Regions from separate parts of the Zea mays genome. Here regions 1 and 2 are each linked to region 3. The links are chromatin contacts, called in public Hi-C maps. All regions are on one chromosome and are shown on one strand. Each heading gives the region's core, a stretch centred on a gene start, on an enhancer-like site or on the middle of the called end of the contact. The rest is flanking DNA. Distances are from core to core; before and after follow the strand shown. Region 1 holds the start of LOC103642374. Region 2 has its middle 51 kb from the start of LOC103642374. Region 3 holds the start of LOC542414 (beta glucosidase 1).

Region 1 (3,045 bases), core at 320-2,819, 130 kb after region 3:
TCGTCGTGACGGAGGCCCCCTCCCTGGCATTCGTCCTGCTGGCGCCCTCCACTCCGAGATCCGGCGTCCCGGCGACCCAGCGACCCCATCGGTGGTGGTATTGAACAACAGGGAGATGGAGAAGGTGTGAGAGAGGGGAGAGGAGAGAGGAAGAGGTGGTCCTCACCGGCGATGAGCACGTCGTCGAAGGTCCTTGCAGGGCGGCGGTCGTCTTGCAGCTAGGGCTCTCGTCCTCCGGTCACACGAGGCGGCGTGGGGAGCGGGATCGATTCACGCAGTGCAGGGAGCGGTAATCAGACGCTACGGGTCCGTATCCGGTCATGACGCTATTGGAAACGGGTCGGCCCAACCAAACGCAGAACAACGGGACCAAATCACGGTGCAAATGGATCACGGGCGAAAAACAGTCGACCAAACAACTTCTAAAGTTCGACGGTGTCCACAAGCCCGACGAACTTAACTTAAAAACGTGGGTACCCACGTTCCTAACTCGTTAAGTTCGACGGTTTTATCCAGGGCCTACGAACTTAACTTAAGAACGTGGGTACCCACGTTCTTAACTTAACCTATGAACTTAACTCAAGTACCCACGTTCTTAATTTTACCCACGAACATTTATCAGTTTCTTGTAGTGCAAGCACAAGAGCAGGGTGCCGGGATGGAGCAGACGTCGCGATGGCCGAAGTTGGCACAAGCGGCAAGGCGAGTGTAAGAATACAATAGACGACACCCCGGCGAGCACGCAGTGAGGCACGCAACAGCGACGATAGTCGAATCGGCAACAGAGTGTTGGCGAACTCGATGAACACGACCACAGTCGCGTGCTGGCGTGGATAGGACAACGGAGGCTGGCGAGCCCAACAGAGGAGCTTGCGCGACACGCATGGAAAGGGATCCGGCGCAGGGAGCTCGGGATGCAGAGTACCATGGCGGACAACCTCCATGGCGAGCTGAGTGACGGCACAGGGGCAAGCAAGGAACAGGGCGCGGAGGAAAATCACCAGAGCTCGACGCGCGCAGCAGGGACAGAGGGAGGAGCACGGCGCGACGGGGATTAAGGCTGGGCGTAGCTTCCATGGGTGAGAAGGAAACAGGACGTGCGGCGGGGCTCGACGAGACGCTGGTTCCAGGGAGCTTATAGCTGTTGCCGAGCTGGGGCACAGGGAGGAGCACGCGGCTGGACGGGAAGCTGAGCGCCAGGGGCGAGCTCACGACGGGGTCAGACTCAGCTGGGCGCGCGCGTCAGGAAGCAGAGAAGCTGGGCGCTGAGCTGGGAGCTTGGCCAGGACGCGCGGCACATAGACCAGAGAGAGAAAGAGGGACTTGGCTTGGGAAAGCAGGGCCGCGCTAGGGAGCAGAGCGCTCAGCACGCGGCAGGGAAGAAGGAGAAGTAGGGGCGCGGTACCAGGGAGCTCGGCCGGGCGCCGGAGTTGGAAGCCGAGCGAAGCTCCAGGCTGGGGCGAGCAGCAGACACAGCTGGAGGAGGGAGCTGGACGCGGTGCGCGTGGAGACCAGAGAGAAGCGACCGAGCGCCAGGGAGGAAGAAGAGGAGCGCGCAAGAGATAAACATTGCGAGCAGGGAGAGAGATTGCTACAGGAGAAGATAAAGACGGAGGCTGCGCGTGAAAAAATCCTTGCGGCTGAGATATTTTTCAAATTTTTCTCAATTTCTCTTCTTTTCTCTTTTTTTAAACCAAAAATCGCAGATATTTTTGAATCACGATTTTTAGCGATGTAAAATGGGTCCAATCAAACGAGATTGATAACAATAATTGGACACAATTTGATTTGGCGAATACTTGGGAGCCGGATGAATTCGTACCGTTAATTCACCTTTTTAGATCGAGGCGAAAAGCAACAGACCGAATTAAACAGATTTCGGCACTGATAATTTGTTCCGAAAACTTCCTTCGTCGAGTTCGACATAAATTTGTTTGGGGATAAAAATTATTCGAGTGGGTCGGACTTCCGAATTCGTATTCTCTGCATAACTTTTATTCAGACACACGACTCGACATATCACGAAATAAACGCGCGATATCGATGCGGCATCGAGATTGCGATCCTTTCTGGAAACGACGTCACACATCATTTACCTGGGCGAGAGTCTGTGCGTTGTCCAGACACGGATTTTGCACTAAACACTTTAGTTGTGGAGTTCGGCTTCGGTATTTCAGACTGTATTTAGATCCGTCTAATTTTTACGATCCTCACCGTCAGTCGATCATTTGATCAGACGCCAACGATCACATGCTGAGAGGAACGATCCACTTAATATGCTAGCGCATTGTTCTTTTCGGATAGCGCGGGGTTCCAGATTTTACATAAAATCTGAAGCCTTCTGATTTTCGTATTCACTTACGTGTGTGATCCGAACAGTTCAAAATTCGCCAGCAAACCAAGATTCGATAATCCAAAAGTTTCTCGAACCCTTTGTAATTGCGTAGATTATCAAAATGAAAATGGCACCAAACTCGATTTTTTGTGAGATGATTAAATTCTAAGCTAAACGAGATTTCTCGAATAATCTTGGTAATCGAAGATGGGATTAATATCGAAATCGTTATTCACCCCGACCTTTCTTACTTACGTCCATAATCGTTGTTTACGTATAGTAACACCTTGGGTGTTACAACTTGATCCTTATTATTGGAGTCACGAGACAATATGAACGCTAAGTTGACTTCTTGACAACCCTAGGACCTGTGGGTTAGGGCCCACCATGCTTCCGTTGTGCCACTTTAAACCTGGTTTGTCAATGTTGATCGCATTGCCATCATTCGGGGTTAGTAGCTAACCCCCTTAATAGGATCATTGTTACCATGCACTTGATGAAGACGATGTCGACTCTGATCCTGATTGATTTAGAGGAGATAGAGGTTGCCAACTTGCCAGGTGCAAGAGGAGAGAATAGCGAGAAAAGGTAGGCATAGGCGAATTAGAGAGAGCAAGGGGGAGAACCCAACTACCTAACTCCATAACACTCACCTAGTGAATTGATCCATTATGGACCAAGGGCTACAACACATCAACACTCATCACAAA
Region 2 (3,094 bases), core at 411-2,910, 180 kb after region 3:
ATTCATAAGCTTTCAAAATTTAACATCCCTATCACAATAACATGTGGGCCACTGTGAGTCATCGACATATGGACCAGGGTGTCAAATCTTGAATGGCTTGCCAATTGAGTGTTAAATTTCAAAATTTCTCTATACGGCTATATAATCTGACAGTTTAAACTTTGCAAAATTCACCGAAACAAATCACTCCTAACACAAATAACCTTCACTAAATTCACTAGAAAAATTAAATTACACCCAGACATGACACACTATCAAACCAACGGTTCCGATCACTAGATAACGATCTCTCCTTTTCTCACTCAAAAATCCAATGGATAATATTATTTGGATCAATCTTCCACCCTTTCCACGACCTAGCTGCCTCCAACCTCCCCTCACCCTCCCGCGTGGCGCGCCACCACTGCTGCCAACTCCTCCCCTCAGTCTATCGTCGCTGTCGTCGATCTCTCCCCTCTACTTTCTGGGACCGTAACATTACCATGGGCTTATATACTAGTAGATTGTAATTTGGTTTGTTGTTTGGTCGGTCGGCAAATCGGCCATGGAGCTCCCCACCATGAAGCTCCTCATCATAGAGTATCCGAGACACAAATATTCTTGGAACACGAAATAACATTACATTTTTTATGAAAGTTTTAAATATTATGTTATTAGTTTGTTATAGAGCTGTAAAATACAAAGGGCTTCACAACATTGAATTTTTGGGTAACCAGCTGACATAATGTTTGCTTTCATTTGACTCTGTTAAACATGTAAATATGCTTGTAAAATAATATAATTTGTATTGTGGAGATCTTGTTCTATCCAAAACAAGTTGTTAATGTATATGCACTTCTAACTAAACATGTCTGATAATATATATTGTCACCATTATTTATATCAGCATTTTTTAATGTGCAGACGGATGTCAGATTGCTTAAGGAAATGGGCATGGACGCTTATAGGTTCTCTATCTCTTGGTCCAGAATACTGCCAAGTAAGTATATAGTAAATTAACCTACAACTAAGATGCATTCAGAGCTGTTGGGTTGTTATGATTCTAATTTAAAAATAACGTCTTTAAGAGGGAACGGTCGAAGGAGGTATTAACTTGGATGGCATCAATGTAACAGCCTAAATCCATCAACTATAAGTGACACAATTTATATTATTAATTTCTAGTAGAAAAGAAAAATATTGACGTTTTCAAATGATGGAATAGTGATATAATTAAATCAAGCAATTTCTTGAATAGATAAAATTTTACCAATTGATTGATACATTCATGTTGAAACATATGTTTTGATTGATTTGAATTTTTAGTGATTTGATCTTGTGAAGAAAATCTTATTTTATAAAACAAAAATGATTTGTTAAAATTAATTTTTTTGGAATATGCATTTTTTTGATATATTAATAATGTTCGTTTGTAGGTAGTTGTAAAAAAAATTGATTTATCTCTTCACGTGAAACCCCTTTTATTTAATAAATAAAAATTTACCCCCAAAATTATTATTTGGCAAATAGGTATTTTATTTTTGTATTTATTTTAATTTATTGGATATATATATTAAAATTATAAAGAGAGAAAAGAATTTCAAAGAAACCCCATCCCATCCGATCGGCCAAACAAGTGCCCAGTCGCTTATCCTCTCCCTCTCATCCCTCTAGGGCCCACTCGTCATTCTCTATTACTCTTTCTTTTTCACTTACACGTGGACCCCAGCTGTAAGTCTGTATCCTCTTCAAGCCATTCGTTCGTTCTTCCCTGGATGGACGCAGCATGCCGAAGCCATCGTCGTCCAATTCTGCGTCGAGCACCCCTTCAGCCGAGCGCGCCGCCGTCCCTCCCTCATTAACTTCCCTCCCCGCCATTAACTGTCGTGGACGGCCTTTTCCCTCCTCTCTCCCATGTGCCGACCGTTTCTTCCACCGTGCTCCATCTCCATTAATGACCGTGACTGTTTCTTCGAGCAGGTAACGCTGTCCTTCAATCCACATCAATGGAGTATTGAATTTGGCCGCAAACCACTCTACTCCCTCGCCTATAAAACTCGCGCCGTTCTTCTCTTCCCCACGTTCTGGACGCCGCTAGCTCCACTACCACTCGTCGCCACGTTCTACTTGCTTGCTGCTCAAACTCACCACGGCGCCAGCTTGCGTCGTGCTTCGATTTGGACGTTCCCCGGCTGTTCTTTGCCACGCGGCGAGTGCCTCTCGGCCTCCCGTGCTCGTGTTATAAACCTGTCCAAGACGAACTCCCTTTCTCCACAGCTAGCGCAGCTTCACGCTCTTAGTCTGTCGCCTCACCAGTTCACTGCGTCGATCCCTTATTCATGTCGTCATGCCGTCATCGAAGCCGGAGACTCTTGTGTCACCACCGTACTCGTGCTGAGCGTCGTCGCCTGCGCTCATCATCGTCGTCACCAGTTATCTGCCCCTACGTGATGTCGACATGCTCTCCTACTCCCTCGCGTTGCCAAAGGTAGAAACACCATTTTCTGATCTATTCCTCAGTCTATCCCTTTAATTTCGATCTAGCCCTGCGATAGTTTCCTATTTTAAATATGTACTACGTAATTGAAATCCAATAAAATTAAATGTTGTTTCGTTGAACTTAATAAATTTGTGCTAAACACTTAAATTAGTGTTGCAACAATTTATATATTTCATTAATTTATATTTTGTTGTGTAGAACCCCTTCTAGTCTACCTTTATTTATGTGTAGAACCATGTTATAGTTTATTATAAAATGTACATTTAAACCCCAAATAAATTAGAAATGGTTTGTTAGTTTCATAATTATGGGATAAGAATTTACTTAGTGTTTCCAACAGTTCACTTATTTTTATAATTTAATTTGAACTATGGTTGTTATACAAAAAAATTTATTAAAATGACCCCCAATAGATGTCATGTTTTCATAATTTAACAATGTTCATTATATATTTTTAAGTATAGTCTTCTTAAATAGAAATTTAAAAGACAATGTAGACCGTATGTTTCACAATAAAATAAAAGATAAGTAATTATATTCGTCCATAAAGTATAATTTAGTTTTGTATTGAAGTTTTATGCATGTGCGTATATAAATTGCTTATTCATAGAAAGA
Region 3 (2,916 bases), core at 262-2,761:
ATCATGACACGTGGACAAGTTTCATGATTTTCTGACTTTGTTTGTATTTTATATAATTTTTAAACATGTAGATGGCAAGTTCACGGCCATGTTTAGTGAGCATGTTGCTCGAAGTTTCTGGTCCGCTCCTGAAATCGGTCGTAACTTATGCTAAGTAACATGAATATCATTTTTGCATGAACGGTTTTTCAAGTTTCGAGTGACCTGCAGTTCAAATCTGGATTTTCCGGAGAAATTCAAATAAACGAATTAAATCTACTAACGATTGAAAACTCTGTTATAATTGTCCACAAATGATACATGTAGGTTTACATAGTGCAGGAATATACCACAAAAAGTTTGGGAGACAAAATCTAAAAAATAAAAATATGCTTTGCCGAGTGTCCAAGGAAGACACTCGGCAAAGAGTTCTTTGCCGAGTGCCAACCATCGGCCCTCGGCAAAGGCTGACGACCGTTAGCTTTAGGACGGCCGCTGACGATCCTTTGTCGAGCGCCACCGTTGTCGAGTGTTTGACACTCGGCAAAGAGATCTTTGCCGAGAGTTCTCCTGTGCCGAGTGTCCTGCACTCGGTAAACCAGCTCGTTACCGAGAGCAGGAGTTTACCGAGTGGCTCTCGGCAAAGTCGCCTTTGCCGAGTGCCCGACAAAAGGCACTCGGCAAAGCTGCCGGCATTCGGCAAAGCCTGCAATTCCGGTAGTGTTTTACCACGTTGACAAAAAAAATGAAGAAATCCGATATTTTAGTCATTATGGATATGGCGCGGTGTCAAATCGGTATAGTCATAATCCTTTCCATAGGATTGTCCCATGCTCGACACATTAACACTAAGTTTATCCCTGAATAACACGGCTACCTCCATCCTAATCTTTTCTATTGATCAATTGCCTATTTTTAAGGCGCAGTTGTTCTTGGCCGTATCTGTGGAGATGATTTTTTTAAAGACGTCCAACTCTAGCTAGCTAGTCCGTGTATGTGAACGGTGTTAGGTAGTCATTGGATCCGTTGACTATATTTGTAAAGGTGGTAGCCGTTCTTTTTAATTTTAACGCCGCTGGGAAGAAATTAAACGTGGTACATCTATGTATCGTTTTCTTAACAGTGATATAATAATATACTATCATTGCATGCGTCCGCAATTGCTCTCTCGCGGCTCGTTCTACCGTGGGAAGAAGAGCTGACCCGTCGCCGCCCCACATGCATACGATGCGTCCTTATCTGTCGCGGCTCGTGCAAACGCGGGGCGGGCTGAGCGCCCCAGCCCACCACTTGCACCACTTGCATTTACTTAATTAGTTCATAACACATCACATCTGTATCTTACATTATCTTTAAAAAAATGATTCACACATTATTTATATATGAGATATAATAAGTTTCCAGGAAGCATCTTTGGCGACTTACGTACGTGTATCAGAGACATGGAGTGATAAACTATTGGGCAACCATTTAGCAATCCTAGCTAGCCAGCTCGTCTATAAATAGATGCATCAGCTCCACTTGGTCTACACACTTCACAAGCAGCTCAAAGCTCTAGTTCTAGCTAGCTAGCAAAGGGGGGGAAAATGGCTCCGCTTCTCGCTGCTGCCATGAACCACGCTGCAGCCCATCCTGGCCTTAGGAGCCACCTAGTAGGACCCAACAATGAGAGTTTCTCACGGCACCACCTGCCGTCTTCTTCTCCACAGAGCAGCAAGCGAAGGTGTAACCTTAGCTTTACTACACGATCTGCAAGAGTAGGCAGCCAAAATGGAGTCCAAATGTTGAGCCCCTCGGAAATCCCACAAAGGGACTGGTTCCCCTCTGACTTCACCTTCGGTGCCGCCACTTCAGCGTACCAAGTATAATTTTCTAGCGCGAATGTTGTTTATTACGTCTCTGTTAGATATATACATATATGAAAAGAAACTACTGTAGTTCACTGTTACATAATGGCAGCTGATTTATATATATACCTAAACCAAAAAGGAGTTGATATATGTGTGTGTGCGCACGCGCGCGAAACGTATTGTATTCTAGCTAATTAATTAATTGTTTGATACATGCTAAAGTGAAATGATATATCTTGGTAGATTGAAGGTGCTTGGAATGAAGATGGAAAGGGGGAAAGCAACTGGGATCACTTCTGCCACAATCATCCGGGTAAGGTTCATATATATACCCCAGCTTTGATTAATTAGCTTGTTTTTGTTTGTTCATAATTAATAACATCATACGTTATATCCTTGTTTATTTCCTTATTTTTTTATGCCTCTTTCATGTGCATATCAATAGAAAGGATACTGGACGGGAGCAATTCAGACATTGGAGCGAATTCGTACCATATGTACAAAGTAAGTCCACTCCCGGCCCGTAGGAATTCGGAGCGGAGACACCTTTAATTTTGCAATATGAGTTTCGGGCAGTTTCAGATCCCATTTTTCTTTTACCCAAATATTCGGCCGCCTGGATCCGAAACAGGCAGCAGCCCCGCCGCGGGAAAAATTTCTTTGCCCATGGAGCTCATGATCTGTAATTTGGCCTGTTGTTGGACCGCCATGGAGCTCTCCAACATGAAGCTAATCATCATTGACAACATCCAAGATGTAAAAATGATTATAGAACAATATAACATATAATATTTCTTATGGAAGTTTTAAATATTATGTTATTAGTCTATTACAAACCTGAAAAAAAAACAAAGGAGTCCACAGTTTTCAAATTAATATTAGGTCGGACATGAACTATTTCCTTGCGCAGGAAATATTTTCTGCTTATTATTCTAAGCTAAAATTTTGGATCTCGGTTGGAAAGGTTGTCCTTTTCTTGTGTGAAATAGGATGAAATTTTGGGTAACCAGCTGACATAATGTTTGTTTGCAGTTAACTCTCTTAAACATGTAAAAATGGTTATAGAAGAATATATTTCGTATCGTGG

The links. Hi-C and Micro-C count contacts between places; a contact is called where the count stands out from the background.
Region 1: a contact with region 3 is called in a Hi-C map of leaf, with 1.8 times the contacts expected there. The contact joins the promoter of LOC103642374 here to the promoter of LOC542414 in region 3. A contact is called at or near these places in 3 of 25 Hi-C or Micro-C datasets (all in leaf).
Region 2: a Hi-C map of leaf shows a contact between it and region 3, with 2.0 times the contacts expected there. The contact joins the enhancer-like site here to the promoter of LOC542414 in region 3. A contact is called at or near these places in 3 of 25 Hi-C or Micro-C datasets (bundle sheath, ear and leaf).

Annotation. Positions count from the first base shown.
Region 1 is chr10:34,941,739-34,944,783 of Zm-B73-REFERENCE-NAM-5.0, forward strand. It overlaps LOC103642374, which reads right to left and starts at 1,570. Exons shown (of 9, transcript XM_035963245.1): 1 at 1,406-1,570. The coding sequence starts at 1,570.
Region 2 is chr10:34,992,406-34,995,499 of Zm-B73-REFERENCE-NAM-5.0, forward strand. No RefSeq gene overlaps it. Among protein-coding and RNA genes, the nearest start is that of LOC103642374, 51 kb to the left of the region's middle. Within about 2 kb of position 1,661, at least 15 of the 20 cell types and tissues checked have an H3K27ac peak or open chromatin away from gene starts, as enhancers often do. A contact at or near this core is called in ear and leaf, where this site is marked.
Region 3 is chr10:34,809,879-34,812,794 of Zm-B73-REFERENCE-NAM-5.0, forward strand. LOC542414 (beta glucosidase 1) reads left to right here and starts at 1,512. Exons shown (of 12, transcript NM_001371627.1): 1 at 1,512-1,841; 2 at 2,073-2,142; 3 at 2,275-2,333. The coding sequence starts at 1,566.